Regions from separate parts of the Sus scrofa genome. Here regions 2 and 3 are each linked to region 1. Evidence: chromatin contacts called from public Hi-C and HiChIP or PLAC-seq data. All regions are on one chromosome and are shown on one strand. Each heading gives the region's core, a stretch centred on a gene start, on an enhancer-like site or on the middle of the called end of the contact. The rest is flanking DNA. Distances are from core to core; before and after follow the strand shown.

Region 1 (3,548 bases), core at 316-2,815:
TACTTTTAGATGCTTAATGCATTTCTGAAGAAAAACATTTAAGGCGTCTTAGTTTTCTCTGTGGACTGGGTTGTGAAGCTCTTGTGAAGTTCACTATGCCTCATTTCTTTTCTTTTTTTTTTTTCTTTTTTCGTCTTTTTTTGCTATTTCTTGGGCCCTTCCCGCGGCATATGGAGGTTCCCAGGCTAGGGGTCTAATCGGAGCTGTAGCTGCCAGCCTACGCCAGAACCACAGCAACGCAGGATCGGAGCCGCGTCTGCAACCTACACCACAGCTCATGGCAACGCCGGATCATTAACCCACTGAGCAAGGGCAGGGACCGAACCCGCAACGTCATGGTTCCTAGTCGGATTCTTCAACCACTGCGCCACGACGGGAACTCCTGCCTCATTTCTTAATCATAATCTAGGTAAGTCATGTCCCAAAAGACCCTAAAGGGAAGCTGGGAGAATAAATGATGCAACTGGGTGCAGGGGCTGAAAACAGAGAAGCCCAATAAATATTTGCTAAATGAATCCTTATTTTATTCATTATGATCACAAAAGGAAGATACTGCATTAAGGCAAATTCCTACTAATATGTAAGAACTTGGACTTTTGAGAAAATGTTAAACCTCAACTTCTTTTAAATAATAATTCAAGTGAATCGTCACGCTCAAGTTTTTGCATGAAGGAGACACAGCAGCTGGACGTGATCAGCGGTTGGAGATCACTTTGCCGCATAACATGGGTCTTACTATTCTGCCAGTAAACTGTACAAGGAACTTCAGACAGGGACTTCACTTCCCTCGCGGCTGCACAATCCCACCAAGCCTTGTCCCGTGGGCAAAAGTCCTGATCAGCTATGGGGAGAAGGGCCGCCCCAGGAGGTGGCAGGGGACCCGTGTCAACCCAAAGTGGGCCAGCGGGGCCCGTCCCCGCCCGGCGGCGCAGAGCTGACTCAGGTTGTGGGGAAGGCGCCCGCCGCGGTGTCCACTCCGACGCGCTCCCCACCTTGTAAATTACCGATCTGCGCCCTCGCCTCCGGGTTGCTTTCCTTCCCAACCAGAGAGAACCCCTAAGCAGACGATGCCTCGCTCTCTCCCCTATTTGTATCAATAACAACCATTCCCTGGAGGTGCCCTGCGCTTTAGTTTCCAAACAGCTTTGACATATGGCCCCATTGCCTCCGGAGAGGCAGGCCACCGAGTGCCCACAGTTTAGAGAGGGAAAACCGAGGAACGGGAGTGGAACGGGTTTCTGGGGGGGTACCGGAGCGAGGGTGGGGATGAGAAGGTTCCGCAGCCCCTCCCCCCGCGCCCCCACCTGTCCCCGCGCTCGGTCCGAGCAGCCCGCGGCAGAGCGCCTCCCCGCCGCCACTCCCGCTACCTCAGTCCCGCCTCCAGCGCGACCCCCCACCGCAGCTGCCCCGGCGCTGGCCACTTGGGCCAATACCTCTAGCCATAGCCCCGCTCTGTCACCGCATAGGATCTCCCGGGAAACGCAGCTTTCGAAAAAAGTTGCAACAACTGTAGCCAACTGCTCCGCCGGGTACCGGCTGCTGCGCTGATTGGCGCCAGCGCCTGCCTCTCCCCAAATTGCCAGCTATGATAGGCGAACTTGAGAGCGAAAGCCCGCCCTTCTCCCCGCCTCCATGGCAGGGGCGGGGCGAGTGGCCGCACTTTCTACAAACGCTTTCAGGACAGGTCCCAGAGGAGGGGGGGGTTTAAATTTTACCGTCGCCCCACGTTGATAGGTTGCACTGGAAGGACACCGACGCTGCCATTGGGAGGCCCCCAAACTCCGCCCTCTCCGGCTGCTGAAGCTCCGCCTCGGAAGGTTTAGTCATGTGGCTGGAGGCCCCAGCTCTGAGTAGACCCACTCGGGACTTCCGGTTTTTAGTGGGTTTGACCGGAACACGACCTTTGACCCCTCGACCTCCCCTTATGACCTGGGAAGCCTAGCCCCCAGCAGTTTAACATCTGCAGCACCTTGACCATTCCAGCAGGTCAAGGTTTATCGAGTTGAAAGGTTTATCGAGTCTGTTCCAATATTCAAAGCCCGCGGGCACGGCTCCTACCAACTGAGTCAAATTCTCAGTCCACAGCGATCCTAGCCCAGCATATCCCAACCATTTTAGAGATGGGGAAACAGAGGACCAATTTTAACAAGTAACTTACTTGCTGCCCAATGTCACCAGCAGTTTAATTGCAGGTCCTAGATCAGTCTTTTGACTGTTAGTCCACTAGAGGGCTACCTTAACCCTAGGGAAACAACTCTGCACCTTTTCCCACTCTGGGAGAGCCTCGGTTGGTAAGTTCCCAGAGAAACACAGGTGTCGTGGGTATTTTTTGCTTTGAACACAGTTAAAGTGTCCAGTTACAGCTCTTTCCTGGGGACCCCTCCTGGAGATATGAGCAGAGGTCACTCATCCATTCTCTCTCTTTGGTTCCCAAAAAAATTTTGGAAGGCCCACTATTGCCCAAAGACCCTGTCATTGCACCAGGAAAGCAGGGAGAGCAAAATGAGGTGATGTTATGTGAAAAGCAGAAAGTGACCATTCTGTCACTCACCGTGGGCCCTTTGGTATGTCATTTCAGCTCTCCGAAGCTCAGCTTACACAGCTGTCAAATCTTGGAGTTGGTCTGTGATCTCCAAGATTCCTTCCAGCTTCCATAAATACTTAGAGGTTTTTACTTTCTCTAAAATGCATTAATTCAGCATTTATTGGAATGTCTGGTCCCCCAAGGATACAGTGGCAAATAAGACAGATCTACCATTTTTCTTTAAATTTACTTTTGGCTGCACCCTTGGCATGTCAAAGTTCCTAGGCCAGGGATCAAACCTGAGCCACAGCAGTTGTCCAAGCCACAGCAGTGACAACACCAAGTCCTCAACTATTGATCAGCAGCAAACTCCCCATTCTCATATTTTTTAGGGAAGAAACAAACAAGAAGCCACATTTTAAAAGATAATATTAAGTAGTGATTAATGCTATGAGTGAAATGAAAATAGGGAATTTTACAGAGTGTGATTGGGGAGATCATTACTTCTATAGATTGGTGAAGTCAGAGAAGTCCTCTTTGAGTTGGTGGCTTTAGGTTATACCCTAAATAAGAGAGTCTTAAGGGAGAAGGTACTTATAAGTAGAGGCAATAATGAGTGTAAATGCCTGGAAGTGGGGATAAGCTTGGTTGTCTTGGGATAGAAAAAGAAACCCAGTGTGATTGGAATAGAGTATATGATGGGAAGAATGGAGAGAATCAGGTGGGAAAGGTAGGCAGAGGCTCGATCACAGAGGCCACTGAAGACTGTGCTGGTCTCTCAGCTCCAAATCCACTTTTCTCCACACTGTGCTGCAATATCAGGGCTGCAAACTGTACTGCGCCTTTGTCAGCTAGTGTTAGGTTCCGTCAACAGGAAAGGATACAGGGAGACTGGAGGGCAGGGGCAAGGACAAGGGGCTCACTCATGCCTATTTGCATGCTATTCCTATCATGGTCACCTAAGTAATGACATTTTGCTTCTGGCATTTGGGCATTTGGTTCATTCTCCAGGTTCTTTCCAGAA
Region 2 (3,548 bases), core at 564-3,063, 120 kb before region 1:
CTAGTTCCTTATTAGAGATCTGGATCTTCAAATCTCCATCTGCATATTCAGTCTATCATGATAGGCTGTGTAGTGTTAAGAATATGAAGAACATCTAGGCTCTCACTGATACATAGCTAGCAAAAGGGACCTCAAAGAGACTCTGGGTAGTGGGGAACCCCAGTGGTCCTTAGGCCACTTTTGAAAAGCCATGGAGTAAATGAGGAAATATTTATAATAGACCTAGAATAACATCTGGCACATGGTAAACACTATATATTTTTAAACTAAATATGAAGCAAATGCTCAGTGCATTTTAATTACTTAATTTATTAATTTTTTGCTTTTTAGGGCTGCACCTGCGGGGTATGGAAATTCCCAGGCCAGGGGTAGAATGGGAGCTGCAGCTGCCAGCCTACACCAGGGCAATGTGGAATCCCACCCCTGTCTGCGACCTACACCACGGCTCACAGCAATACCTGATCTTTAACCCACTCTCAGTACATTTTAAACTTTGAAAGTCTTCAGTTTTAATCCACATGTATCAGGTTGGGGTGGATTTTATAGCTACAAAGACATTAAAGGTTTTTTTTTTTTTTTTTCCTGCCTTCAAGGAGCTCACAATCTGATGGGGGAGGCTACCTGTAACTACGTTAAAACTCACTGTGCTAAGAGCAGTTTTATGGGAGTAGGCAGCAGGCTGTGTGGATGCAAAAGCAGGTCCCTAATTACCCATGCGTGAGGGTGCGAAGGGTGGGGTTGTGGGTTCAGGGAAGGCTCACCTGGGCGGGGATGGGTGGTCTGATGGACTAGCGGATTTAGCCAGGTCAAAAGAAAGAGGGCTCGGGACAAGAAAGCTGAAATCCAAACCCCGGCCTCACCTTCTCTGTGAAGTGGTGTTTATGTCATAAGGAGCCACTAATGGACGTGGCCCGGCAGGCAGCGTAGCCCGGCGGCTCAGGGACCAGAGGACCGCACCACTCTTCTGCCCTTCTCCCGGGCGCCTCTCCTGGAGCACAGGGCCTGGCGTCGCCAGGTCTGCCTGGTGACCAGGTCGGTGAGGCGGGTCCTCGACTCCCCACCCCATAGTCCACCTCCGGAACCCTCCTTTTCTCTCCAAAGCTGGGGCTGCCCGCTGACGCTGTGAATCGTCCAGAGACCGGCGACCCCCATCCCCACCGCCTCCACTCCCTCTCCTCCGGGCTAGTTTGACCCCTCCAGGCGGGAGTGGGAAAGGAGGAGCCAGGACCGGGCCCGAGGAGGGGGTGGCGCCTCCGGACACGCTGGGGGATCCGGCTGCAGGCGGGAAGGAAGGTCCCGCGGGTGGAGCTGGGGGTCCGGGGGGGCGGGGGGCTGCGGAGTCGGCGGGTGGGGGTGCGGTGCCCGTGGGGGCCCCAGGGCGCCCTCGGGCGGCGGAAGCTGGGCGCGCCCCTCTCCAGGCCGGGATCAGGGCGGGGCGCGTGGCATCCCTGCGGGGGGAGCCGGTCACCCAGCGTCGCCGCGGACAAAGTTTCCCGGAGGAGCCGCGGCCGCCCTTCCTTTCCAGGCCCCGGGCGTGTGGGCGAGCTTCGGGCGAGGACTGTTTCCGAGGGCAGTGGGGGCCCCCTCTCCAGCTAGACCCCGCGCCTCCATTGCGCCCAACTCGGATTCCCAACTTGGGAGGCGCCGCGGGCCTGCGCACGCGCGCGCTTTCCTCGCCTCCGTCTCCTCCTCCTTCTCCCCCCACTGGGGAGCAGGCTCTGGGCCGAGCGGGGCGCGGAGACCCGCACCCGGCGCGCTGACCTCTGGCTCCCGGCCGGTCGCCTCCGCCCATGCCGACGCCCGCCGCCCGCCCGGTGCGCCCTCGCCGGAGGACCAGCTAAGCGCGGGCCGGCGGCGGCAGAGGGAGGTGGGCCCGGCCCGGCGCTGCCCTCGACAGCGGCAAGTTTGGGAGTTGCACTAGTTTGCGGGGTGAGGGAGAGGCCGGGCGGGGGGCCATGGAGGAGGACCGGGGGTCGGCGCTAGCAGCCGAGTCAGCGCTGGAGAAGAATGTGGCGGAGCTGACCGTCATGGACGTGTACGACATCGCGTCGCTCGTGGGCCACGAGTTCGAGCGGGTCATCGACCAGCACGGCTGCGAGGCCATCGCGCGCCTCATGCCCAAGGTCGTGCGCGTCCTGGAGATCCTGGAGGTGCTGGTCAGCCGCCACCACGTCGCACCAGAGCTGGACGAGCTGCGCCTCGAGCTGGATCGTCTGCGCCTGGAGAGGATGGACCGCATCGAGAAGGAGCGCAAGCACCAGAAGGTGGGCAGTAGCCTCAGTCTGCCCATCCGGGCAATGGAGCAGCTGGGACCTAGGGGCCCTTTCGTATAGGACAACTGTAGGTGACACTTATGTGTACACAGAGAATAGGCAACAGGGATAGGGATGGAGGCCCCGGCCCTCTTTTGCCCAGTCTAGGGGACCTGGCATATACCACCCCCAGAGATTAAGGGTAGTTCTTTGGAGTCAGACCTAAGTTCCGGTCCTACTTTTACCATTTAATAGCTGTGTGACCTTGAGTAAGTTATTTAACCTCTCTGTGCTTTATTTCCCCACATATCAGATGGTGATACTAATAGGATCCACCTTTTAAGTATTAAATGGGGGGGAGTTCCCGTCGTGGCGCAGTGGTTAGCGAATCCGACTAGGAACCATGAGGTTGAGGGTTCAGTCCGTGCCCTTGCTCAGTGGGTTAACGATCCGGCGTTGCCGTGAGCTGTGGTGTAGGTCGCAGACGCGGCTCGGATCCTGCGTTGCTGTGGCTCTGGCGTAGGCCGGTGGCTACAGCTCCGATTGGACCCCTAGCCTGGGAACCTCCATATGCCACGGGAGCGGCCCAAAGAAATAGCAAAAGAAAAAAAAAGAAAAAAGAATTAAATGGGGGAGTTTCCTGGTGGCTAAGTGGGTTAAGGACCTGGTATTGTCACTGCTGTGGTGCACATTCAGTCCCTGTCCCAGAAACTTAAGCATGCAGGTGCAGCCAAAAAAAAAAAAAAAAAAAAAAAGTTAAAATGGCAAATTTAAAGGAAAAAAGAGAATTAAATGGGATGTTTTCTAAAGTACTTAGCTAGGAGTTCCCGCTGAGGCTCAGCAGGTTAAGGATCCAGCTGTCCCTGCAGTGGCTTGGGTTGCTATGTGGGAAGGGTTCGACTCCTGGCTCCAGAACCTCCACATGCTGCAGACACAGACAAAAAAATAATAAAAAATTGAGTGCTTAAGTAATGTTATTCTTTTCCAGAAATGAAATAAGTCCCTCTGCCCTTCAGTGTCACCTAAGAAGCTAGGACACCAGGCCCCTTTCTTCATCCTCCTCTAGAACCCTCCAGAGCCAAGAGGATATGACCTCTAGCCACTAAGCTCATTGACGCTCAGTCTCTGAGTTCCAGTTTGCAAATGGCTTTGCAGGGTTTCTTCGAGTCTATTAACATGAGGTGATTTTATCTTTAATCCTCACACAACTCTGTGAGGTAGGGACTGTTATCTTCATCTTATATATGAAGAAACAGGATCAGAGTGCGAGGATTTGTCTCAAGTTAGTGCTGACAG
Region 3 (3,548 bases), core at 690-3,189, 88 kb after region 1:
CTTCACTGGTTCAACAGGAAAATCGCTAGCTATCATGGCTACTGAGCACTTGACCTGTGGCCAGTCTGAATAAGGATGAGCTGTAAGGGTAAAATACAGTTTGGGTTTTGAAGAGTTTAGTATCATAAAAAAGAATGTAAAGTATCTTAATAATTGCTTTATATTCATTATGTATCAAAATCATACCATTTTGGGGTATATTATGTTAAATAAACTATGTTATAATTGAGATTAATTTCACCAGTTCTTACTTTCTAAAATGTGACTACTAAAACTTTTAAATTATTTGCGTGGCCTGCAATACTTTTCTTTTAGACAATGCTACTCTAGAGTACTGGTCCTCTAGAGGCAGGGTAGCAAAAGGGTGATATTAATTTATTCGTGAAAAAAATTTCACTGAGCATTCTTAAAAAAAAACGTGTTTTTTTTTTTTTTTTTTTTGTCTTTGTCTTTTTCGGGCTGTACCCGTAGCATATAGAAATTTTCAGGCTAAGGGGTTGAATCAGAGCTATAGCTGCCAGCCTATGCCATAGCCACAGCAGCTCAGGATCTGAGCCGAGTCTGTGACCTACACTACAGCTCACGGCAATGCTAGATCCTTAACCCACTGAGCAAGGCCAGGGATCGAACCTGCATCCTTATAGATACTAGTCGGGTTTGTTGCCGCTGAGCCATGATGGGAACACCTAAAAAATTTTTTTTTATTATAGTTGATTTACAATGTTCTTGTCAATGTCTGCTGTACAGCAAAGAGCTCAGTCATTCATACATATATACATACATACACACATATATATATATACTTACACACACTTCTCACATTATCTTCCATTATGTTCTATCACAAGCGATTGGATATAGTCCCCGGTGCCTAACAGCAGAATCACTGAACATTCTTGGCTGAACCAGCCTAAAGCTTATCACAAGGGGTGCTGAGAAGGGAGTGTCACCTGTACCTTCATTCCTAAAGGGATGGAGGGAAGGCATGGATGGTGTCCCTTTGCTTTCAGGCAAAAAGGTTGATGCCTTCCTCAGTAGATCCGGATGTATCTGAATGTCTGTGGCTAATCAAAAAAATTCGGCAAAGCATGGCGATTACAAAGGGCAGAAAAGGGTGGGCATCTCTTGTATTTTGACAAGATTTACTATTCAAGCAGAACTCCAAGAAATAATACCTTCAAAAGCTTCATCACCTAATGCAAAATACATTTGGTGATTGTGTTTCAGTCAGATCTGAGAAGTGGGCTGGGGTGGGGGTAGAGGAGAGTCAAAAATTGCAAAAAAATTCTCCAGGAGAGAAGAAACTTTGTCAAGTTTATTCTGTATCTTTAGCACCTGGAACAGTGCACCGCACACAGTAGGCGCTTCTTAAGTATCTGAATGTGTTAAGATGCAAAATTGTGTGAATGTTCGGGTGTATTTTCCAGGGGAGGAGGCTGCTGGCTTTTGTACAGTCTCAAAGGTGTCTAGGCCCCTAAAGGGTTAAAACCACTTAATACCGACAGGGACGTGAAATTTATTTGAAATCAATGTCAAAAATTGGTTGTTCTTACTCTGGGGTGTAGCCAGACCTTGGCGTCTGGAAAGATCTACGCGCTTAAAAATACCACTCGCCACCATTTTCTCCAGGTAATTTTCCATCCCTGCCCCCACAGTCCAGGGGGAAAAAAGTAATTCTGCAATCCTACCTAGCTATTAAAAAAATTAATCGGTAAAAGAACAAATCTTCAGGCGCCGCCTGCGTAGAAGAAGAAAGGGACCCACGCGGGCCTCGGGCGCCGCCGGGACCCCAGCCCCCCAAACTTTGCCAAGTTGCGGGCGCCGAGCGCGCCCGGAGGCGCGGGGCGCGGCAGCGGGCGGAGCCGCCCCCTGACGCCGGGCCGCGGCGCGCCGGGCCGCCCCCTCCCGGCCCGGGCCGGCCCCGCTGGCTCCGCTCAAAGTTTGCGGCCGCCCCTGCGCCCGCGCGCCCGCCCGATGTATGGGTGATATACTGCAGCGGGTGTCAGGGTGAGGGACGGCCATATTTGCCGGTGCGGCCCGAGCCGTCAACAACAAAAAGTGCGCGGGAGCTCGGCGGGCGCACGGACGGGCGCACGGACGCCGGGGCCGCCTCGCCGCCGTCCGGCCTCGCCGCCGCCGTCGCCCTCGCGGGCCTGGCCCCGCTGCGCCCCGGCGCGCCCCGCCGCTCGGGGGGATGTCTTACAAACCGAACTTGACCGCGCACATGCCCGCCGCCTCCCTCAACGCCGGTAAGTGAGTGCGCCCTGCGGGCCGCGTGCGCCGCGCCCCAAGTGCGGCCAAGTTGAGGGCCCGCGCGCCCGGCCCCGGCCCCGGCTCCCGGGGACCCGCGGCGGCCGGGGGTGGCAGGCACCGGGTCCCGGCCCGGGGCAGCGGGGCCGCCGCCGCCGCCGCCATGATTCTGGCGCCCACGCCGCCAAAGTTCGCTGGTGCGCCCTGTGCCGCGCCGGGCCTCGGGCCGGGCCGGGGCCCGGGGCGCTGGCTGCCGCCGCGGTCCCCCCCACGCCGGCGGCTGAGGGCTCGCGGGGAGCGCGGCGAGCGAGGGCGGGGGAGGCTTTCTCGGCTCCGTTTTCCTCCGGCTTTTGGGCGGCTCGGCGAGGGCCCCTGCCGGCGGGAGTCGGGAGCGGCCGGGCCGCGCGGGGAGCGGGGCTCCGGGAGCGGGGCGCGGGCCGCCCTTGGGGAGCGGGGGTCAAGCCCGGGCGGGGGCCGAGACTGCTGCGTGCACGTGAGCAAGGTTAGGCCACGCGCGGCAGCGCTGCGGGGTGGCGAGCGTGCCAAGTGCAGCCCGCCCTGAGGGCCCGGGGCCGCTGGGGTCACCGGCGGTGCAGGGGACATCATCGGTGGCGGCTCGGCCTGGCGCGTGGGAGCGGGGTGCCCAAAATGGGGCTCGCGGCAAGGTCCCCTCAGGCGTGTGCGGCAGAATGAGCGAAGTTGAAGACCCGGGGTTTCGGAGTGCCTGCAGGCGGAGGGTGGGGGCGGCATTTCGGCCTGGGGCCCGCATTTCGGGGCCCCGCATCTTGAGCCCCCAACTCTGGGTTTGGAAGGTCCCCTCCCGCAGAAGCCTAGGGGCCGTCCTCTCCCTTCCTTGGGGCTGGAACTGGACGGTCCCAGGAAACTCCTCCAGAAGTTGTCAGGCAGCTTTAGGCTGTGTCCAGGGTCTCCTCCCAAGGACGAAAGGCACCGGGGGGAGGGGAGGGTAAAATTGTGGGGTTCGGGGGTGATTTGCTCTTTCCCTTCACTATAGCCCTTCTCCTTTGGACTCTTGGTGGGAAACAAACTTCCAAAAAGCTAGGCGCGTGGGGGCGTGGGGGGGTGTGATTGGCGGGGAGGAGACTGGCGTCTCTGGTCCGAAATGCCACGCTGGCAGTTGTCCGAAAGTTTTGAGCCTTGTCTCCAAATGGTTGACTCCATAACTCCAAAAATCCTATAGGGGACCCAGAAAAGCAATGCATGTAAATAAATAAATATTTATTTATTTTTTAACTTCTTAGACACAGATTGGGGAGTGGAAAGGGTTAAGATTCAGGATG

What was found. Hi-C and Micro-C count contacts between places; a contact is called where the count stands out from the background. HiChIP or PLAC-seq counts read pairs in DNA pulled down with a chosen protein or histone mark.
Region 2: a contact with region 1 is called in an H3K27ac HiChIP or PLAC-seq map of skeletal muscle. The contact joins the promoter of LOC102160998 here to the promoter of KMT5A in region 1. A contact is called at or near these places in 1 of 5 promoter capture datasets (fetal liver), 3 of 47 Hi-C or Micro-C datasets (retroperitoneal adipose tissue and skeletal muscle) and 2 of 2 datasets of contacts at active chromatin or transcription factors (alveolar macrophages and skeletal muscle).
Region 3: a contact with region 1 is called in a Hi-C map of skeletal muscle, with 3 times the contacts expected there. The contact joins the promoter of CDK2AP1 here to the promoter of KMT5A in region 1. A contact is called at or near these places in 1 of 5 promoter capture datasets (liver) and 2 of 47 Hi-C or Micro-C datasets (heart right ventricle and skeletal muscle).

The regions. Positions count from the first base shown.
Region 1 is chr14:29,541,951-29,545,498 of Sscrofa11.1, forward strand. KMT5A (N-lysine methyltransferase KMT5A) reads right to left here and starts at 1,566. Exons shown (of 7, transcript XM_021072264.1): 1 at 1,434-1,566.
Region 2 is chr14:29,422,688-29,426,235 of Sscrofa11.1, forward strand. It overlaps LOC102160998 (collagen alpha-1(I) chain-like), which reads right to left and starts at 1,814. Exons shown (of 2, transcript XM_005670587.3): 1 at 861-1,814. The coding sequence starts at 1,792. RILPL1 (RILP-like protein 1) reads left to right here and starts at 1,433. Exons shown (of 7, transcript XM_001925355.7): 1 at 1,433-2,264. The coding sequence starts at 1,956.
Region 3 is chr14:29,629,145-29,632,692 of Sscrofa11.1, forward strand. It overlaps CDK2AP1 (cyclin dependent kinase 2 associated protein 1), which reads left to right and starts at 1,940. Exons shown (of 4, transcript NM_001190166.1): 1 at 1,940-2,249. The coding sequence starts at 2,195.